2 separate regions of the Danio rerio genome follow, and region 1 is linked to region 2. A link is a contact called in public Hi-C data. All regions are on one chromosome and are shown on one strand. The core of a region is the stretch at or near the end of the contact, and the rest is flanking DNA. Distances in the headings are between cores, read along the strand shown.

Region 1 (5,933 bases), core at 2,987-5,486, 44 kb before region 2:
TATGAGAATGAAACGAAGTTTCACCAGAGGCAATGGCCACATCCCCCAAACGTCATCATCTTAAAAACACCCAATCCTCTTCACATCTTTTAGCAGGCTATAAAAAGCAGCGTGGCGTAAAAAAGACAAGTTGAGAGCGAAGGCGAGGGAGAGAGACGGAGAACCACCCACCAGGAAACTAATAGACTAGAGAGAGCAACACCGGCAGCCCCTTTTTTTCTTCTGATATATGGAGTTTCGCTTTCCAGACAAATCCAGTTACGAAAACCCATCTAACTGACCGTGAGAGAAGATTTCCATCGAGACACTGACGATTCACAGGCTGTTTTTCTGCTGAAAAAAAAATCATGCCTTCCCAGCAGAGATTTTTGTGTGTTCAAAATAAGTCCAACAGACGTCTAAACAAAGACGCCTTGGCTAAATCAAGGTTGCAGCAAACTATTTTGTGTTTAATAGACATCTAAACGTAGACAGCTTGGCTAAAACAAAGCTATACTTGGGCTGTTAGTCAAAATTTGATAGACATCGAAGAATAGCCCGAAACTAGATCAGTCGTCAAATAGACAAATTAGACACACTTTACGAGTAGTCATTAATTTCTGTTTATTTGGTGACTAGTCTAGTTCTGGCCTATTCTATCAGATTTTCACTGACAGTCATAATCTAGCTCTGTTTTAGCAAAGACGACTATGTTTAGGCGTCTATTAAACATCTATCAGACATCTTTTTAAAACAAAAACATGTGAAAATCTAATAGATGTCTAAGATTAGCCAAAAAATAGACTAATAATCAAACACACATGACCACAAATGAGGACTCTGTCTAACTTATTTGATAAACTGTCTAATTCTGGGCTATTCTATTAGATTTTCAATGGAAACCTAAATTTAGCCTTGTTTTAGCCATATCGTCTATGTTCAGATGTCTTTTAGACGTCTTATTAACATAAAATTGCCTTTTCTATCTCCTTTCAGCTTGGTTTTTGTCCCTTTGTCAAGAAAATAATAATGAGAGTGAACAAGGGGGGACAAAAGACTAGGACCCTGTTCTCACAGTAGCCTACAGGGTAAATAACAGCTCGCTGACCTTTGGCGTGTGATGCAAACGCGCAGTGACAGTCGCTTGCTCCCTATCCAGGGCATACATGTGTTCACACCTGGGTCAACAACAGCATAAAGGTGCCCTCCACTTTGGCACCCCCAGACAGAAATGATGTTGGCACTGTACAATAACTTACCACAGATCTTCATGCCCAGTTTCCTCGTGCATCCGTGTGCAACCCCGTACCACGCGTCCGAGGCTAAAACGAGACGTTTGGAGAGCTGTTCAACATCCCATATTTGTAATTGCTTTTATGCTATGGGTGAGGATGTGAGCGCCTGTGTAAAAGCGCAAAGTGCAACATGCATTGACGCAAAACACAATGAATGTGTGCAACACATCTTTACAGGCTCTGTGCCTTTTTCCTAGATTTTTTCAAAGAGCTTGATTTTCCCTCAAGCAATCAATAGAGGCTATCAGAGAGGCAGGCAGCTAATAGATGGTGGCACACATCCGGCAAAGAGGCGGTTTAAAATAAGCGGGCATGAAATGAGGTCTCGGGATTAATTGAGTGAATCGCTTGTGTTTGACTTGCCAGCCGTCATATACAGCGAGTCTACAGAAAATGGACCATTCGGAATATACACATGAATGACCTCCAGGCGTTAGTGACCAGACAGATGCAGCATTACAATGTCGATGCAAGAAAAATGTACGCACAATCACAACGTTAAGCATTTGCATAATTCAGCAAAACATTTTGACATTGCATTTAAATACTATAGGTATGACTTTGAATGATAAAGCGATTCCAATCGAAGCAGGGGATGTATATAATAATTATTAATAGTTTGATATAAATTGATGTCATGCTCTGGGTGGGTTTTGTCTGAGGGCAGATCTGGCTTTATTTGCCCCAGGCGCGCGCTGTCAGGATGAGGCACAGACAGCACGAGCCCCTCAGGTCAGTAAGCGTGAGATAGAGCTTGGCAGGGAGATAATAGCAAAACACGCAGAATACACACACACACACACACACAGCACAGCAGCACAATTTTTTACAGCATATAAAATGGAAAAAAACCCATATATAGCTTTTACTAGATCAATACAATACATTACATTAAGCATGATATTTTTAATTTATCACAATCTACACAAAAGCACATAAAGGTTATATATATTATATAACATCAAACTAATTTTTAATGCATTTTAAGATCTTGACTTGGCCATTTTAGCATATTTACAAAGGAAAACGTGAAGTGGAGCGTAATGGCGGGTAATTTTAGGTAATTACGCTATTGAGGTGGGACTGTTGAAAGCAGATGATGGCTGATTGCTGTTATTTAAGCCACCATAAAACGTGCCAACAAGCAGCACCATTGTTATAAAAACGGGATCCCAATTTAATGCAAAACGTACACAAAATGATGGTAACATTTTTTGTTATTATTTAAATCTTCTGGTATGAATTAAGACAAATATATACACCGCAAAATAGAATAAGGGATCAATTTTGTCTTATACATCATCTATCTATTGATCTTCCTTTATTAAAAACTTATTATCTTTATTAAAATCTATCTATCTATCTATCTATCTATCTATCTATCTATCTATCTATCTATCTATCTATCTATCTATCTATCTATCTATCTATCTATCTATCTATCTATCTATCTATCTATCTATCTATCTATGCATTTGGTCAAATATGAACCAACGTGCGCATTTCAAAAACCCGACATTGAGTTTGTCCACATTTGACCCAACGCTAGGTTAAAACAACCCAGCATTTCTGTCTATCTATGATAATTTATGATTCGTCTCTCCAGCTGTAAGGTGATCTGTCAGCTAATAGACATTTCACACGGTGCGGTGTGTTTTTTAAGGCAGTGATGAACATCGCCACCCCACGGAGTAAACAAGCCAAGTGAAAAACGCGTTATCCAGAGAGACCTACTTGTGGCAGGTTGTCGTAAATTAGCCGTGTTTGGGTCCATATCACCAGCCGAGGAAGAAGGTGCAGAAGACGCCATCAGTCCACGGGAAACACCTCAATGCTTTCAGACTGAATGGAAAAATCTGACACTACACGGAGAATATATGCAGAATTAGGACAGAAACAAAAAGTGCAGACACAAATCAGACACAAAATTAGACTAAATCTCAAATGCAGCTATAAAAGCGATCATTCCTCTTCTCCAAAGTATAATTTCACGCATCAGATTCCCCTTGTGAAATGGCTGTAATTCACTCTCCTTCAGCACAGGATAATTTGTCTTGCGTTACGCGCACTCAGTGTTCTGTCATGTTCAGAAATGCGCTCTGATTGAACAGCGCACATTACAGCACACCCAAAAAGCGCGAGCAAACACAACAGAGGAAATAAATAATCCAAAATAAAATACGTATGCAAGTAAATTCTGGAAATAATCCCACCTATATAGGCTAACTTGTTATTTAGGATGGCAGTCCGGCTGTGTTCTCCAGACGCACCGGCTCCTCTGAGCTCCAGCGCGCAGCAGACCGTGAAGTCTGACTTAATTGGCTCTGTAACGAGCTCTTTAAATCCAATCATTTAAAACCAAGAAATGAAGAATCTGCTCACTTCAACCACATCATAACAAAGGAGAAATAATCCTTCTGACGGTATTTTTAGTCTAATGATGGCGATGATAAATAACATTTCTTTTGTGTGAGGTGATTTTAGAAGGTCACAAAGAAAGGGGGAGAGCTAAAATGAATTGAAAAAATGCAAATTATTGATTTCTCAATTAAGATGATCTTTAAATATCCTCAAATAATGAGCATCGCTCACTGAGCGAAATATATAGGCAAAAAATCATTGCGCCGCTCATGTGTTAAATTACAGCATATTTTTAGATCATTATTTTGCCATATCCAATCATCACATAATCACAATAACTGATTTAGATATGTACATATATGTATTTAAATCTGATTTATATATAAAATACAGCTCTTCTTTCAAATATAATCTTCCTAACATCGTAAAACTAGACAAAAACGCAATTCTGCATGGAAAATTTAGATGGTAACAGAGAAGGTGAGCGCTTACCTTACGGAGTCACAGGTGTCACAGTAAAATCCTGTAAAAATGGCACACGGAGGATGGTTCACACCGCGTGATGTTGCTGCGAGACTCTTATCATGGGGAAACCAAAATAATTGGGAAGAGCATAACAATCCATTCAGCGTTAAATCTTGATCCAGTGTTTATCCTTCAAAGAGGGGGTAAAGGAGAAATCTCCAAAATCACTTCGGCTGTATTTGTCCAGGGGTTTTAGATCCACGGGTTTATCTCGACTCTGTTGATTGTTAAGGACTCAAGCCATCGGACACAAGAAGTTTAATTCTCCGAGTAATATATACATGTATATATACACACACACGTCAAAACACCGTGGGAGTGAGAAAAGGGTGAGTGAGTGAGAGAGAAAGAAAAGAGAGAGAGAGAGAGATGATGAAAACGAGAACACATTTTGATAGTTTCTTTTATTTATTAATAACTATTTTAGACACATCATAAACCAATATAAGCATTCCAGTCTAATTAGTTTTTTTTTCCAAATATATATATTTAATGCACTACTTGTGGATCAGCGTTAGTTATAACGTGAGGCATCTGGAACTGCTCACCAGAAGGTGGCAGCAGAGAGCAGACCAACTTGAACTTGAATGAAGGATTTTTGGGCAGCGCCCTGGAAAATCACTCTGCTCTTGTCTGTAAGATCGTTTGTTTTAGGAGCTCTACTGAATCAGCGTGTCAGAATTGACGACAACTTTTCATGCGGTGAGCTGTAAAGTGCGCAGTTTTTCACCGAAGCCTTTTCAGCACCTGGACAGCTCCGCGCAAAACGACACTGGGCTATAGTTGTCTCCAGTCAGTGTTTTTAAGGATGTTGTTTTTTTTAAAAGCTATTTTCTACAAACGCACACATTTAAGTATTGTCCTAACATGCACACAAAACATTTAATGCAGACATTGCCAATGCATGCGTTGTGTTCAACATTAGCTAGGGCAAAATAAAAATATATACAGTGCTCAGCATATATGAGTACACCCCATTTTAAAAATAAATATTTGAACCAATTTCTCAGTGAATATGGGTAATATATACATTGGTGCATTTGAACAAAACAGATTTATTAAACAGATATATTTATTAAAATTACATTTTAGTCAAAGAACATCTTTAGAAATTAAAGATAATGCAATTAAATTAATGCAAAACTACAATATTTCAACAAATAGATTTTTTTTGGATTTTTGCTGTTTTTTTAAAATGGTATTTAATATTTTTCCCTAATATAAATTTGGTCTGCTAATCTTTAAACCATTACTGTACGTTATTTTGTTAGATTAGCTCCAGATTTGGCTTCAGTACTGACTAATTTAATGTATATGCACACATATAATATTGTAAAGCATCTTATAGAAAATATTATTTTAAAAGAGATTTGGGGAGTGAACTGTGTACATTTAAAAACTATTAATACCCCTGGCAAATTCAAAGTCACTTTTATTTAACCAGCAGATTGTATTAATCAGACAGGACACCGGGTTCTCCCAAAATATAATAAGACAATGTACAAGAGGTTGTGGAAAAACAAACAAATATTTTTCTCAGCTTTTATTAAAATTTGAACAAAAATTTTAAGTCAGAATTTGCCATAGGTATGAATAGGGCTTGACTGTATATATGCAATTAAATATAAAATATAAACTTTTTAACTTTAAGCATTTGAAGATTAGATTTGGTTTCAAAATATTTAGTTATTCGTTTTTAATTATATCTGCAGCATCAATTAGTTAAAATCAAATATAAAAAATAGGATTTTGTAGACTATACACTACACACTT
Region 2 (6,459 bases), core at 2,818-5,317:
TTATTTTTATGTTTTTTATATTCTGTCGTTTATTTTACTTTGACTTATATACAATACTTTGGCAGTCTTCGTTTTTAATTATGCTTTACAAATAAACTTGTACATGAATTATATTTAAAATTGCCTTATTCAGTATCATTAGCCTCCTTATGATATATATATATATACATATATATATATATATATATATATATATATATATATATATATATATATATATATATATATATATATATATATATATATATATATAAAATCAGAATCATTAGCTCCCCTGAATTATTAGCCCTTTGTTTATTCCCTCCCCATTTAAAAAAATAGCTTAAAGGGGCTAATTATTTTGTCCCTGAAATGGTGTTTAAAAAATTAAGAAGTGCTTTTATTCAAGCCGAAATAAAACAAATATGACTTTCACCAGAAGAAAAAATATTATCAGACATACAGTACTGTGAAAATTTCCTTGCTCTGTTAAACATCATTTGGGAAATACTTAAAAAAGAAAAGAAAATTCAAAGGGGGGCTAATAATTCTGCCTTCAACTGTAGTTTTAGGAACAACAAATAATGACTTGACTTTAGTTGAACATTTGGCATCAGAAGAGGCTTATATAAAAGACAAAGTCCTCTAAATTACGCTTATTTTTTACCAATATAAAATATGATCTTGCCTTGATTTCTAAATTAGGACAGTAAGGTTGGACAAAAGTCTTGTCACTGAACAGAAATAATGTCCAGTATAGAATATAAAGTCATGCTGCAGTGGAAACAGAATGAATATTGCGTCTGACTCCATCATGAGCTTGGAGGACTGCATCCATACATCTCTGACATGACTCAAATCACTGATAAATAAAGTCATCTGGAATGGCAAAGAAAGCGTTCCTGCAGGACTCCCAGAGTTCATCAAGATTCTTTGGATTCATCTTCAATGCCTCCTCCATAACGCTGCATGCTCAATAATGTTCATGTCTGGTGACTGGGCTGGCCAATCCTGGAGCACCTTGACCTTCTTTGCTTTCAGGAGCTTTGATGTGGAGGCTGAAGTATGAGAAGGAGCGCTATCCTGCTGGAGAATTTGCCCTCTCCTGTGGTTTGTAATGTAATGGGCAGCACAAATGTCTTGATACCTCAGGCTGTTGATGTTGCCATCCACTCTCCAGACCTCTGGCACAACCCCATACTGAATTTAACCCCAAACCATGATGTTTCCTTCACCAAGCTTGACTGATTTCTATGAGAATCTTGGCTCCATGTGGGGTCCAGTAGGTCTTCTGCAGTAATGGTGATGATTGTGATGCAGTTCAACAGATGATTCATCAAAAACCTTCTAACATTTTCCAAATGATCAACTAGAAGTCACGTTATTATTATTTTTTACTCTTACAATTGGGATTGTCAGGTAGTGTGCAAGAGGCATTATCGGATAAAAATGTTTCTTTAAGTATAACTCATTAATTTTCCTTCGGCTTAGATTCTAATTCGGACGTCGCCACGGTAGAGTAAACCACCTCTTTAAGCAACTGCAAGTCCGAATTTTACAGGTGTATGAATAATTTCAGGCTTAACTGTAAATGTGTTAGAATATCCTATTAACCCACAAATTTTTTTGCTCAGTCACAGTTGTTGACTGTATCAAATCTTTTGTTTAGTTTCTCTCTCTCTCTCTCTCTCTCTCTCTCTCTCTCTCTGTATTGGCATTGCTGTAGGTTATGCATAAGAGTGGGTTATGAAAATGCCATCTGCTATAATAATGCCTCCCACACATCAATTATCATCTATAAGTGGCCTTAGTATAGAGTAATTAACCTTTCTTCAGCAGGCCAGCAGACTGTGAAGAGTCTGCTGCAAAACCAGAGCGTTTGTAAAGAGATACAATCCGAAAAAACAAGATCACATTTCAGATCAACTCCAAAAATAAAAATTGGGAAGAGTGTAATCTCCACTGTGAAAAATGCTGGGTTTCCCCACAATTCCTTCATGTTGTCCCAACACAAATCGATTAAGTTAACTGAACTGTTTTTACCAGTTTAAGTGGATTGAACATAACAAAGCTTTCCCCAAAAAAACTTAAAAATTGTGTTGTTTCAACTGATAATAAATAAGCAGCAAAAGTTATTTTTTTGAGTGTCTGACCAAGTGACAAAGAAAGAAATATGCGGAAAGACTAGAGAGTCCTGTGATTTGAGGCTTTGTGTTAAAAGCAAATGAAGGTTGTGTTACTTTATGATGCTTCATAAGTGAAGTTTTACAAACTAATTTCGAGAGGAGCAAGTGATATGATTGATCACAGCTGGTCTCTCATCTGTGATCATTAGTAAGCCAATCGTATCTTTCCAAACTCACTATAAATAAACCGACTAATATTACTCCCTCACCTTCGCTTTTTGAAGAATCCCCCCCATCCACCCCATCTCCTCCTTTCCTTGTTTTCCAGGGGAAGCTCTCGAGAACTTCCTGATCTTATACTCCCCTTACATGCTCATTGACCAGGTGGGAGCCTTGGCTTAATTATCTCCGAGCTCAGGGTTCTCTCCCAGGACAGCATGCCAAACCTGCTATTTTTATCATCAAGCAAGACCTAAGTGTGAACTCTTTATATATATATATATATATATATGGGTTTGTTCAAACCATTAAACATAAAATGAATGGGTAGGTTAAGAAATACAATCTAAAAAGAGAAAATTCACAAAAAAATTGGGAAGAATGTAATCTCTGACCGTGTGAAAAAGAAAACGCTTCATGTATTAAAAGCATTGAAGGATGTGTTACTTTATGATGATGATGACATTTTTGATGATTAATTAATATTTATACAGTTAAAGTCAAAATTATTATGACTTCATTTCATTTTTTTTTCAAATATTTCCCAAATAAAAGAATTTTTCCACAGTATTTCTATATTATTTTTTCTTCTGGAGAAAGCCTAATTTGTTTTATTTCGGCTAAAATAAAAGCAGATTTAATAAAAATATTAATATTTTTGGTTAATATTATTAGCCCTCTTAAGCATTATTTATTTTCAATTGTCTGCAGAACAAATAGTTATACCACCCGCTTCGAATGTTATCACTCAATTGAATTGCCGTTATCAGTGGATATCAGCTGATAGATATGAGCCAGAAGGGGCCTTCTGCACCTACTAGTGGTTGTAATCATACATCCACATGGTTAATCAGCTATGCTAAAAGAGAAGACTTAAGATGCAGATTTGTTTTTACATTACTCTGACGGTTGGGTTTAGGGTTGGGGTATACGTTAATAAAATACAATTAATAGGAAATATAATAAATAATATAAATAATTCTTGTCAACTTTCGGCCGCAGCTGTATGTGATATAGATATATTAAGCATGATTAATGTGAATGGATGATTACGGCCTTCTGAGTCTACTAGTAGGCGCAGAAGGCCCCTACTGGCCCATGTCTATCAGCTAATAACCACTGATAACGGCCATTCAGTCGAGTGATTCGAATCGGCTGATAAAACAGTGACTTGCCTAATTACCATAACTTGCCTAATTAACCTAATTAAGCCTTTAAATGTCACTTTAAGCTGAAAACTAGTGAAAAATATCTAGTCAAATATCATGTGCTGTCATCATGACAAAGACAAAGAAATTAATTATTAGAAATGAGTTATTAAAACAATTATGTTAAGAAATGTGTTGGAAAAAAATCTCTAAGTTAAACAGAAATTGGGGAAATATTTAATAATTCAGGACGGCTAATAATTCTGACTCTAACTGTATATATATATATATATATATATATATATATATATATATATATATATATATATATATTTATTTATATATATATAGGTTTGTTCAAACCATTAAGCGTAAAATAGTAATAGTAAAAGCAATTCTTGGCTATTTCCTAAATCTATATACAACACTATATCCATTAAGTTTCATTTAAAAAAGAAAAAAAAAGCTATTCACTCCAGTTTGAGCTGACAGTGAAATTGCTTCCAACTCCTTGTCAAAGCTATAGTGGTACCTTTTTCTTTTTGCCTTCCAAAAAATGCCAGAATACACAAACAACTTGTGATGTGCGAGGCCACGGGGAGCCTTTACAGCCCTCTCAGACACAGCGTGTGTGTGTGCGCGCGATAGAAATGACACTAACAGAATCATTTCACGCTTGATTGCACTCGCTCCCAGACACAGACGCGCACACACACACACACACACACATAGAGCGGCTCTGTTTCAAAACACAGTGCACTGACTAGCTGGGTTTGTTTTATATATATATATATATATATATATATATATATATATATATATATATATATATACACACACACACACACACACACACACGCGCGCACACACGCACACACACGCACACACACGCGCACACACACACACACACACACACACACACACACACACACACACACACACACACACACACACACACACACACACAGTTGAAGTCAGAATTATTTGTCCCCCCTGTTTATTTTTTATTTTTCCCAATTTCTGTTTAATAGAGAGAAGATTCTTTTAGCACATTTCTAAACATAATAGTTTTAATAACTCATCGCTTTAAGTGACATTTAAAGGCTTAACTAGGTACATTAGTTTAACTAGGAAGATTAGGGTAATTAGGCAATTAGGTAATTAGGTAATAAATTATCAAGTTGTATAATGATGGTTTGTTCTGTAGACTATCGAAAAAAAGTATAGCTTAAAGGGGCTAATAATTTTGTCCTTAAAATGATGCTTAAATTTTTTTTCCTAGTCAAAATAAAACAAATAGGCCTATATAAATATATATATCACAATAATCAATATATCGACGTATCATGAAATACATGGAGATGACTTCAATCCTTTTTGCCGTTGCAATATATATTTACAAATTCACAAATAACGTTAAAGCCATTTTACAATAATATTTACATTCTACCTCACCGACGTCAACGTTTATATTTGTACATTTACCTAATAGGAGATTTAATATTATATATATATATATATATATATATATATATATATATATATAGCTTTTAACATCAATTTATAGAATATAAATAACCTTAAGAATGATACGCATTTTAAAATGTTTGGCTATTTGCATTATTATGCTGTTATAGAGTCATTATATAATCAGTAGCATAAAATGATCTCAAAATGACAATAATAATTGCTTATAGCAACAATTTCTGTAACACTATGCACTCATCGGCCACTTTATTACCTGTCCAAACTGCTCGTAAACAGAGATTTCTAATCTATAGATCTATAGAAAATATCCAGTGAGCGGCAGTTCTGTGGACACAAAAAACCTTGTTGATGCCGGAGGTCAGAGGAGAATGGCCAGACTGGTTCCAGATGATAGAAAGGCAACGAAGGCAATAAGCACTCGTTACAATCGAGGTCTGCAGAGGAGCATCTCCGAACACACAACTTGTCTAACCTGGAGACTGCAAAAAAAAAAAAAAAAAAAGTTACTCATGAAACAATAACTTTAATCAGTTTTTATTTTAGGGTGAACTGTCCCTTTAATTCTCATGACCTCTTGTTTCTCAATTATAGGCAACATCATAAAACACATACACACAAACAGCATCGTAATGTGGTGTTTGAGCTCACCATCTTCATGAATGGAGTTAATTGCACGTGAAAATTACCATCAGGCGCCATCTGTTATGTAAATGCACTGTGATCGTTTCCTTGAGCACTTGCCAAACATTTATACCGCTAAAGTCATGGTGAATTCATCACAAACCCGTGTCAGAGCTTCAACCATCAGCTTTATGTGTTATAAAATGTTCCAGCGTTTGAGAGACCGGGTTATGAGGTTAATTTCATCCTGTAGCCTACAGCACATTGTTATAGTTTCTTTATTTCACAGTGCCTGAGTTAAATGAATGCGAAGGTTAATTTGAGATTATATGGTCTAACAGGCACTGTACTCACTGTGTGTAGGTTGAAATAGAGATAAAAGAAATCACTTTCTATAGGTTGTACTTTTATAAACAGTCCTTTACTTTTTAAAACAACATCATCCACTAGGAAATTGCCTTATTTTGTAGACATTATCTTAAACATCAGTAATTATATGCAATATCTCTTGAGGACTTCTCTTCCGCTTATGACACAAGTTCAGTCGTGATTAGTAAAGATGGTTCAATTCAAAATAATCTATCTATCTATCTATCTATCTATCTATCTATCTATCTATCTATCTATCTATCTATCTATCTATCTATCTATCTATCTATCTATCTATCTATCTATCATCTATTTATCTATCTATCTATCTATCTATCTATCTATCTATCTATCTATCTATCTATCTATCTATCTATCTATCTATCTATCTATCTATCTATCTATCTATCTATAAACTTGTCATAAACATATTGTCATGAGGCATTATAATTATATAATTATATGTATATATTATTTACGTATTAAAATTTTTCTGATTACACTTTCAG

Evidence for each region. Hi-C and Micro-C count contacts between places; a contact is called where the count stands out from the background.
Region 1: a Hi-C map of embryo shows a contact between it and region 2, with 1.7 times the contacts expected there. The contact joins the promoter of gad1b here to the enhancer-like site in region 2. A contact is called at or near these places in 2 of 18 Hi-C or Micro-C datasets (both in embryo).

The regions. Positions count from the first base shown.
Region 1 is chr6:4,542,692-4,548,624 of GRCz12tu, reverse strand. gad1b (glutamate decarboxylase 1b) reads right to left here and starts at 4,236. Exons shown (of 17, transcript NM_194419.1): 1 at 4,128-4,236; 2 at 3,009-3,136; 3 at 1,239-1,301. The coding sequence starts at 3,084.
Region 2 is chr6:4,498,184-4,504,642 of GRCz12tu, reverse strand. sp5b (Sp5 transcription factor b) reads right to left here. Exons shown (of 5, transcript XM_073953587.1): 3 at 5,302-5,439. Among named protein-coding and RNA genes, the nearest start is that of erich2, 31 kb to the left of the region's middle. Within about 2 kb of position 4,067, at least 5 of the 62 cell types and tissues checked have an H3K27ac peak or open chromatin away from gene starts, as enhancers often do.